2 separate regions of the Hordeum vulgare genome follow, and region 2 is linked to region 1. The links are chromatin contacts, called in public Hi-C maps. All regions are on one chromosome and are shown on one strand. The core of a region is the stretch at or near the end of the contact, and the rest is flanking DNA. Distances in the headings are between cores, read along the strand shown. Region 1 holds the start of LOC123444700 (protein MOR1). Region 2 has its middle 61 kb from the start of LOC123441968.

Region 1 (5,187 bases), core at 1,957-4,456:
TTTTGAACATTGAAAACTAAAAGCGTCTACAACCAGACCCCTCATATCCGCCTCAAATATCCGGACAGGCCATCGAGTCAGTGACCGGACACAAAAACGCGATCCAATCGAATCCCTCATACCGTCTCAAATGTCCGGACTAACCGATACCCATCATATCCATCTCAAATATGAAGACGATATAAGGGCTCGCGGATGCGCCCATGCACGCCCGACCAGTCCACCACATAGGACACGCCCCCATGCCAGACCATGTTTTCTCTTTTCTTGTTTTTTTTCTCTTGTTCTCCACCAAACACGTGCAAGTGACCGAACATATGAGAAAAAAAGAAAACTGACCGGAAGATTAAAACGGACGCATCCTTTCACTGACCAAACTAGGGGATCATACACTTGTTAAGAGCATCTCTAGCAGAACCCGTAAAAGGGCCAGACCCGCAAAATTCCGGCGAGTATACGGGTTCGGCCCGTTTTAGTGGTCACAACAGACCCGTATCGCGTATCCGGCCCGTATTTTTTTACAACGGCTCAGAAAAGACCCCCAACCGGCATATATGCGGTTTCACACGCGTTTACGGGTCAAACCCTATCCTCCGCCGCCGCAGCTTCGTCGCGATTCATCTCTCACTCCGTCCTAATTTCTCGCCGTCGGCGAGACAAAAAACCCTAGCGGGTCGTCCTGACCATGGACAACCACGAAAATGGAGGGGATGACGCCGAGCGCCGTCGTCGTCGCGCCTCCGACGACGCACACAAGCGGGGATCGTGGGGGTGGCTGAACTACGGTGATAACCCACAAGTATAGGGGATCGCAACCGTTTTCGAGGGTAGAGTATTCAACCCAAATTTGTTGATTCGACACAAGGGGAAGCCAAAAAATATTCTTGAGTATTGGCAGTTGAGTTGTCAATTCAACCACACCTGAAAGACTTAGTATGTGCAGCAAAGTTTCAGTAGCAAAGTAGTGTGATGGTAACGTCAGTAGCGGTAACAGTAGCAGTAGTGACAACAGTAACGGTAACAGTAGGAGTAGTGACAACAATAGCGGTAAAGTAACTTAGCAATAACAAGTATAGGAAAAACTCGTAGGCATTGGATCGATGATGGATAATTATGTCGGATGACATTCATCATGTAACAGTTATAACATGGGTGATATGTAACTAGCTCCAGTTCGTCAATGTAATGTAGGCATGTATTCCATATTTAGTCATACGTGCTTATGGAAAAGAACTTGCATGACATCTATTGTCCATCCCTCCCGTGGCAGCGGCGTCCTAATGGAAACTAAGGGATATTAAGGTCTCCTTTTAATAGAGAACCTGAACAAAGCATTAGCACATAGTGAATACATGAACTCCTCATACTGTGGTCATCTCCGGAAGTGGTACCGGCTATTGTCACTCTGGGGTTGCCGGGTCATAACACATAGTAGGTGACTACAACTTACAAGATAGGATCAAGAACACACATATATTGATGAAAACATAATAGGTTCAGATCTGAAATCATGACACTCGGGCCCTAGTGACAAACATTAAGCATAGCAAACTAGTAGCAAGATCAATCTTAGAACATAGTGGATACTAGGGATCAAACCCCATCAAAACTAACTCGATTACATGATAGATCTCATCCAGCCCATCACCGTCCAACAAGCATACGACGAGATTACTCACGAACGGTGAAGAGCATCATGGAATTGGCGATGAAGGATGGTTGGTGATGACGACGGTGTCGATTTCCTCTCTCCGGAGCCCAGAACGGACTCCAGATCTGCCCTCCACAGGAAGAACATGTGGTGGCGGCGGCTCCGTGTCGTGAAACGCGATGAACTCTTCTCTCTTAATTTTTTCTGGGCGAGAGAGAATATATAGAGCTGGAGTTGGAGGTTGCGGAGCCATGAGGGCCTCACAAGCCTGTCAGGTGCGACCGGGGGAGGGGCGCCTCCTGGGCTTGTGGGCTCCTGGCTCCGTGTCTTGAGGTAATTCTTGCGCCAACATTTTATATATATTCCACAAAAAATCCTCGTAAATTTTCAGGTCATTCTGTGAACTTCTATTTCTGCGCAAAAACAACACCATGACAATTCTGCTGAAAACAGCGTCAGTCCGGCTTAGTTTCATTCAAAACATGCAAATTAGAGTCTAAAACAAGGACAAAAGAGTTTGGAAAAGTAGATATGATGAGACGAATCATACGACCGCCGACATTCGAACGCCGCAAGCTCGAGGAGTACGAGCGCGAGCTCGCGGCCTGACGCATCGGCTCCTACAACTCCTCTACCGTTGGGAGTTCGTCCGCGGGCGCCTCGTCCTCGCGGACCATCACTCTGGTGAAGAGAAGGCTGGATCGACCTCGACTCCGACGAGGACTGAGCTCCTCCGCCGCGTCGTCGCCGCATCACCCGTCATTTTTGGTAGCATTGGCTCGGGTACTCTGCACAACCTGCAACCCCCTACCTAGTAGTAGTATGAAGAACTGATGTAGTTTGATGAAGAAGCATGATGTAATTTGATGAATGATGTAGCAATTTCACTCACGAATCTTTTTTTTTTCTTCAAATTTTACAATTTCGTATACGGAATCTGATCTTTAACACACGAAAATGGCCCCGCAAAATTGCTCCACAATGACCCGTAAAACCCATTTTACGGATCGCTCTTTTACGAGGTTTCTTAGAGATGTTCTAAGTGCGGCTGTATATGCTCTAGCTAACCTACAGTTTGTGCACGCTTTGAGAAACCGACCTCGGCTGGAGAGAGAGAGAGGGGTGTACGCTTTACAGCTAAGCGTGATACAGTCACGGGATCCTGTCCGTACACGTGGCACCAATGTGTGCCCGTCTTCCACGGAAATTCAAAATCTTTCAAAACTCCCCGACCGGACCGACACCGTCCCACTCCCACTCCCTCTTCCTTGGCCTCGCGAATCAGCGAACAGCCCCTCTCATCCCACCGACCAATGGGACCCAGGATATGGCCCACCCCACGAGCGCACCTTCTCGTACGCGGCCGAGACCCTGACCCTGACCCGAAACCTACCGGCTTCCCCCCGTGCGAGCGAGCCCGAACGAACGTACGAGCAAAATGACGCTCCGCTCCTGACCTGACGCAGCCCCAAACCTCCCCTCTCCCTATTTCACTCGCATTTCCCACCCTCGGAAAATCGTTTTTTACCTTTTTATTCCCCTCCCATCCTCCCCCCTCCCCCCTCTCTCCCCCGCCTCCTCCGATCCAAACTCCCCACGAACGCCACCGCCACCGCCACAATTTGAAACCCTAGCCCGCCGCATCGATCCGCGGACGGCGATTGCATTGGAGGCCGCCAGGCTCCAGCGTTTCGTCTAGCGGCGGCCGACCATGTCGACCGAGGACGAGAAGCTCCTCAAGGAGGCGAAGAAGCTGCCGTGGGACGAGCGGCTGCAGCACAAGAACTGGAAGGTGCGGAACGACGCCAACATCGACCTCGCCGCGCTCTGCGACTCCATCACCGACCCCAAGGACGCCCGCCTCCGCGAGTTTGGTGAGACCCGCTCCCGCCGCCCCCCGATCCGCCCCCATTACGCGCTCGGATCCGCGCGATGCCTGATTCGCGCGCTCCCATTTCGAGATTCCTGCCGTATTCCCTCGAGTTAGATCTGAATGGCCCGTGTTTTTTTTCTCCCTTTGCTCCTGTGGTGGTTAGGACCGTTGTTCAAGAAGGCGGTTTCGGATTCGAACGCGCCCGTGCAGGAGAAGGCGCTGGATGCGCTGCTAGCTTTCCAGCGAGCCGCTGATGCTGATGTATCCAGGTGCGTGTCTACAGGATGCTGCGACATTTGCTCTCGTGCTTCTAGTTACCTTTCCGTTGATTTTTGGGGCCTGCCTTGCGCAGGTATGCCAAGGAGGTGTGCGATGCGATCTGTGCCAAGTGCCTCACTGGTAGACCTAAGACTGTTGAGAAGGCTCAAGCTGCATTTCTCCTTTGGGTGGAGCTGGAGGCGTCAGAGGTCTTCCTTGTAAGTCCAGCCGCAGTTGGTGATTACTTTCAGTATGACTTAAGATGATTCGTATGCATCGATCACACAATTATGGTATGGTCTCAATCGTTTTGTCTGCCACAACTTAAGCCACACATTTTGTAGGTGTATGGTTAGATGTAATTGCTGGCTTATGTAATGCCCATGTACCAATGCTGTTATAACTTACACAAGGTTAGGCCTATGCCATATGAGTGAACGGTCAGTAACTCAAACAGTTACACCCCTCTCACTAGCACATCTTAGTTATCACTTAGCGGACAGTGATAGAGTTGGCCATTGTTTCCTTGGAACTCGGTGCATGAAACCATTGGTGAATGTCTGTGGCAGGAAAACCAATTTCCCTCCTTTGCCTTCAGCCCTGTACTTCGTTTGTGGCATGGTAGACCCCAAAATTCTGCAAGTAGTTTAGCTGTTCCATTCGTCCATTCACTTTATAATAGAGCAAGTTTTCGTTTAATTGTTGCAAGGACACCAGGCTTGTGTGTTTCCTGAGCTTTGCATTACCAGGGAGCGCCTGTAAGTCTGACTGATGGTGAAGGCAACGCTTAACCTTTCTTCACCAACCATCTGTATTCATACGTACTATTTTTGTAACCACCATCTGTAAGCAATCCCTGCCCAGCCCACCCAAGTACTGTGAAAACAAAGTTCTCCTGCTCAACTAACATGCACTGTGATGATGGTGGTGGTGGTGGTGGTCTTAGATCTAACAATAGAAGCAATGTCATGGAAATGGTATATACACATGAAAGGCAGATGGACCTGCACTTTGGCAATGTGGAATACACTTCTGAGCAATGCTGCCTTCATAGCTTTCAGGACAACCAATTGGACTCCCCGGATCCTGTGGATTTGGTCAAGTAAATGCGGGCCAAAACTCTTAAGGCCTTTGCTTTGCCTGCTGGTCAATGGTAGGCTCATGGGAGAAGATAGGCTCAATGCCAGATGAATGCTCATAAGGCGCAACTACTTGGTGTCTAATGGATTTTCCTGCATACTCTGTGACTCTGGAGCACTGAAAGATCACCGCCATCTCTTCATTGACTGCCCTTTCACTGTTCACTGTTGGTACAAACATGGAATCCAGTGGAACCACAAGACTTCCTTCATGGAAGTTTCCGTTGCCATGGCTTGCACATTAAGAAGCAAAGAAACTAATTATT
Region 2 (5,187 bases), core at 823-3,322, 99 kb before region 1:
GTGTTTTTCATTCTCTTTTTTCTACAAGGTTCTTTGTTTTTATTTCATTTTTGAATTTCAGAAACATAATCAGCTTTTGTATTTACAAACAAAAATAATAAATGGAAATCTTTTTGAATTTCAGAAGAATTTTTAATAACATAAAATGCTTTAAAACATGATCATTTTAAAGCATAGATTATTTTTTTCGAAAAAAATACATTTTTTGAAATTTGTAAACAATTTTTGAACTTATGTACAGTTTTTGAAACATGAAGATTTTTTGAACTAACGGGCATTTTTAGAACATGAAAAGGTAAACATATTTTAGAACATGAAGAACATTTTTTAAAGTTCCCGAACATCTTCAAATCATGAACATTTTTAGAAAAGGTGAACAAAAGTTGAACAACTTTTCAATTCGTGACATGTTTAGAAAAAAGAAACATATTACGTAAAACAGGAACATTTTTTTATAAAAGTGTGAAAAGAAGAACATTTACTCATAAATGTGACCAATTTATGTAAAAAAGAACATTTTTCAAATTTGTAAACAAAATTTGAATCGAGAACACTTTTTCAACTTATGTACACTTTTTGAAACACGAACATTTTTTGAACTTTCATACACTTTTTGAAAAGGCAAACACTTTTAAGAAGAAGATAACAATTTTTAAAATTCCCGAATATTTTTAGAATTGGTGAACAAAATTGGAACAAGTTTTCAATTTTGAACAAATTTTTAAAAAGAGACATTTTTGTAAAATATTAACATTTTGTATAAAAATGTGAAAACAAGAATATTTTTTCAAAATTATGACCGATTTATGAAGAAAGGAATATTTTTTGAAATTTATATATAATTTTTGAACTGGGAACATTTATTCAACTTATGTACACTTTTTGAAACACGAATATTTTTGAACTTGAGTATATTTTTTGGAAGGGAAAACATATTTAGAAAATGAAGAACATTTTGTAAAATTCCCGAACAATTTCAAATCATGGACATTTTTGGAATTTGTGAACAAAATTTGAACAAGTTTTGAATTTGTGAACAAAAATTTAGAAAAGGAAACATTTCTCGTTAACCAGGAACATTTTTTATAAAACTGCAAAAACAAGAACATTTTTTGAAAATTGTGACCAATTTATGAAAAAGGGAACATTTTTTGAATTTTGTAAAGAATTTTTGAAGTGGGAACATTTATTCAACTTATGCACACTTTTCGTAACACAAATGTTTTTCGAACTTACGTATATATTGTGGTAAGTTGAGCATATTTAGGAAATGGAGAATTTGTCAACAAAATTTTTTAAATTCCTGAAGATTTTCAAATCATGAACTTTTTAGAATTTGTGAACAAAATTTGAACACATTTTTAAATTTGTGAACCAAAATTTAAAAAGAGAATCATTTTTCCTAAAACAGGAACATTTTTTATAAAAATGTGAAAACAAGAACATTTTTTGAAAATTATGACCAAGTTATGGGAAAAGGGAACATATTTTGAAAAATCCTGCAGTTTTTTAATATGAGAACATTTTTTTAAAGACGACACATTTTTGAAAAAATAAACACATTTCGAAAGCAAGAACATTTTTTGTAATTCCTGATTATTTTTGGAAGCACGGACATTTAAATAGGATGGCGAACAAATTTTTGAACACGAGAACAAATGTTGAAATTCAAAACAAAAATTAGAAAATGTTAACCAAAAAAATAGGAAAGGGAAAAGAACGAAACCGTAAACCGTAGCATATTTTGAAGGAAAAAATAGAAAAATCTATAAAAATTCCGAATACTTTTCGAAATTATCAGACGTTTTTTATAATCTCAAACATATTTCAAAGTTATGTTTTTTAAAACAGTAATTAATAGTAATTTGGAATATTTTTATAGAAGAAATAACATTTTCTGAATTTCAAGAACAATTTTCAAACATGAATTTAGTTTAAAAAATATAACCTTAAAAAAAATGATTCAGGGAACCTTGGACAAGCAAAACTGGGCGGGCCCAAGTCTTCCCATGAGGGTGTGCGGAGCCCTGATTATTTGACGCAGGATTCGTCAAATAGGGATTTCCGGGACAAAGCCCACTATGTTTTTGAACGAGCGGAACAGTTCTGGGATAAAACACAGATAAATTAAATGGTACAGCTAATCTCGTCGACTGAGAATTAGCACAACCGTTTCTGAAAAATAGATCCATCCAAGATAGATTTGTATTCGTCCGAAATTGAGTGTGAGATGTGCACAGAAAGGGGGAAAGACACTGCTGCTCATTAAGAGGAAGAAAAACACTGCCACTGGCGTTTCCTCTGGGCCAAGAGAGACAGCTGACAGGTGGGAAGTGTAAGTTAAATTGACCTTCCGTTTGTGTACTGGTAGAGACGTAGAGTGTGGTGGGCTTGGCATGCATGCATTGGAAAAGTTTGCGAGGTCGCTCTGTTTGCTGTGGTTGTGGCTATCCTGGGCAGCACCTAGCAGGTCGTGGGTTGGTTTAGGACTATCTTGTGACCAGAGGCATAGGGACCTCTTTGCAGCAACCACCATGGTGATCCTAGGAAACGGCGAGACGACAAGCTTCTGGGAATCGAGCTGGATCGATCACTCACCGCTGCGCAGCATCGTCCTAACCCTCTAAACTTCGCACTTTATTGAAACAATATATACAAAACATGTTTACTACAATATCAGTAATCATGTAAATTCATGTATCCGAATTTCCTCGAAATACATGTGCATGGATCACGGCGCAGATCGACGACGACATGCATTTTGAAAGGAGGGAGTATTTTAAATGGAGGGAGTATGTAATATCTATGGAAAAATGACCATGTACTTAACATAATTGTAATCAAGCAATTGAAATATGCTAATTAAGTACTTCCTCTATCTTAAAATAAGGGTCTTAAGTTTGCTAACTTTAGTACAAAATTATGTTGGAATTGAGACATTTATTTTGGTACGGAAGGAGTATTTGAGAAACAAATCAAGCATTTGTAAAATGTCAAATTTGTATAGAAAAAATGCTTGTCATATGCATATGAAAAATATATACAAAACAAATACAATGTGTATTAAAAAATGTTAATCATGTTTTTTTAATAACATAGGACATGTTTAAAATAATCTTTCACGTGTATACGAAAAATTTACATTGTGTGTGAACAAAATATTTATTGCAATTAAAAATGTTCGGCATGTACTGATTGTTTTACCATGTATCCTAAAAATTGTAAATATTGTACTGGCAAATATTAACTATGTACATAAAAATTTAGTAGATAACCAAAAAATGTACAATGTGTAAGGAAGAAATTAGACCTGAAAAATGAATAAAAAAATGTTAATCATGTATTTCAAAAATGTTAAATCTTGACTACTAAAGGGGAACTTGGTAGCTTCCATTCCGGGTTTTTTTCCGTCTTCTCTCCCACCTTCGTCTGTTTTTTTGCCCGTCCTCCCACCTCACAGCTAATTATTGTTGGGAATGTTGCATGGGAAATAAAAAAAATCCTACGCACACGCAATACCTATCCATGATGATGGTCATCTACGAGAGGGGGGAATGAATCTACATACCCTTGTAGATCGTTAAGCGAAAACGTATATAATGCGGTTGATGTAGTGGAACATCTTCACCATTCAAATTGCAGCCCATCCCACGATCCCATCACGATCCATCCCGATCTAGTGCCGAAGGGACGGCACCTCCGTGTCCAGCACACGTACAGCTCGATGACGATTCCCTCCTTCTTGATCCAGCAAGTGTTGGGGAACGTCGCATGGGAAACAAAAATTTTCCTACGCGCACGAAGACCTATCATGGTGATGTCCATCTACGAGAGGGGATATTCGATCTACGTACCCTTATAGACCGCACAACAGAAGCGTTAAGAAACGCGGTTGATGTAGTGGAACGTCCTCACGTCCCTCGATCCGCCCCGCGAACCGTCCCGCGATCAGTCCCACGATCTAGTGCCGAACGGACGGCACCTCCGCGTTCAGCACACGTACAGCTCGACGATGATCTCGGCCTTCTTGATCCAGCAAGAGAGACGGAGAGGTAGATGAGTTCTCCGGCAGCGTGACGGCGCTCCGAAGGTTGGTGGTGATCTTATCTCAGTAGGGCTCCGCCCGAGCTCCGCAGAAACGCGATCTAAAGGTAAAATCGTGGAGATATGTGGTCGGGCTGCCGTGGCAAAGTTGTGTCAAATCAGCCCTAAAACCTCCGTATATATAGGGGGAAGAGGGGGAGCCTTGCCTTGGGGTCCAAGGACCCCCAAGGGCTTCGGCCGAGCCAAGGGGGGCAATCCTCCCCTTCCAAACCGAGTCCAACTAGGTTTGGAAGGAGGAGTCCTTCCCCTTTTTCCCACCTCCTCTTTTTTTTTCTCTTTGATTTTCTTCCTATGGCGCATAGGGCCTTCTTGGGCTGTCCCACCAGCCCACTAAGGGCTGGTGTGCCACCCCCAAGGCCTATGGGCTTCCCCGGGGTGGGTTCCCCCCCCCCCCCCCGGTGAACACCCGGAACCCAATCGTCATTCCCGGTAACTCCGAAAACCTTCCGGTAATCAAATGAGGTCATCCTATATATCAAATCTTCGTTTCCGGACCATCCCGGAAACCCTCGTGACGTCCGTGATCTCATCCGGGACTCCGAACAACATTTGGTAACCAACCATATAACTCAAATACGCATAAAACAACGTCGAACCTTAAGTGTGTAGACCCTGCGGGTTCGAGAACTATGTAGACATGACCCGAGTGACTCCTCGGTCAATATCCAATAGCGGGACCTGGATGCCCATATTGGATCCTACATATTCTACGAAGATCTTATCGTTTGAACCTCAGTGCCAAGGATTCATATAATCCCGTATGTCATTCCCTTTGTCGTTCGGTATGTTACTTGCCCGAGATTCGATCGTCAGTATCCGCATACCTATTTCAATCTCATTTACCGGCAAGTCTCTTTACTCGTTCCGTAATACAAGATCCCGCAACTTACACTAAGTCACATTGCTTGCAAGGCTTGTGTGTGATGTTGTATTACCGAGTGGGCCCCGAGATACCTCTCCGTCACACGGAGTGACAAATCCCAGTCTCGATCCATACTAACTCAATCAACATCTTCGGAGATACCTGTAGAGCATCTTTATAGTCATCCAGTTACGTTGCGACGTTTGATACACACAAAGCAT

What was found. Hi-C and Micro-C count contacts between places; a contact is called where the count stands out from the background.
Region 2: a Hi-C map of leaf shows a contact between it and region 1, with 4 times the contacts expected there. The contact joins the enhancer-like site here to the promoter of LOC123444700 in region 1. A contact is called at or near these places in 2 of 6 Hi-C or Micro-C datasets (leaf and seedling).

Annotation. Positions count from the first base shown.
Region 1 is chr3H:525,772,919-525,778,105 of MorexV3_pseudomolecules_assembly, reverse strand. LOC123444700 (protein MOR1) reads left to right here and starts at 3,206. Exons shown (of 53, transcript XM_045121511.1): 1 at 3,206-3,525; 2 at 3,688-3,793; 3 at 3,877-4,000. The coding sequence starts at 3,363.
Region 2 is chr3H:525,870,801-525,875,987 of MorexV3_pseudomolecules_assembly, reverse strand. No RefSeq gene overlaps it. Among protein-coding and RNA genes, the nearest start is that of LOC123441968, 61 kb to the left of the region's middle. Within about 2 kb of position 2,072, at least 2 of the 3 cell types and tissues checked have open chromatin away from gene starts, as enhancers often do. A contact at or near this core is called in leaf, where this site is marked.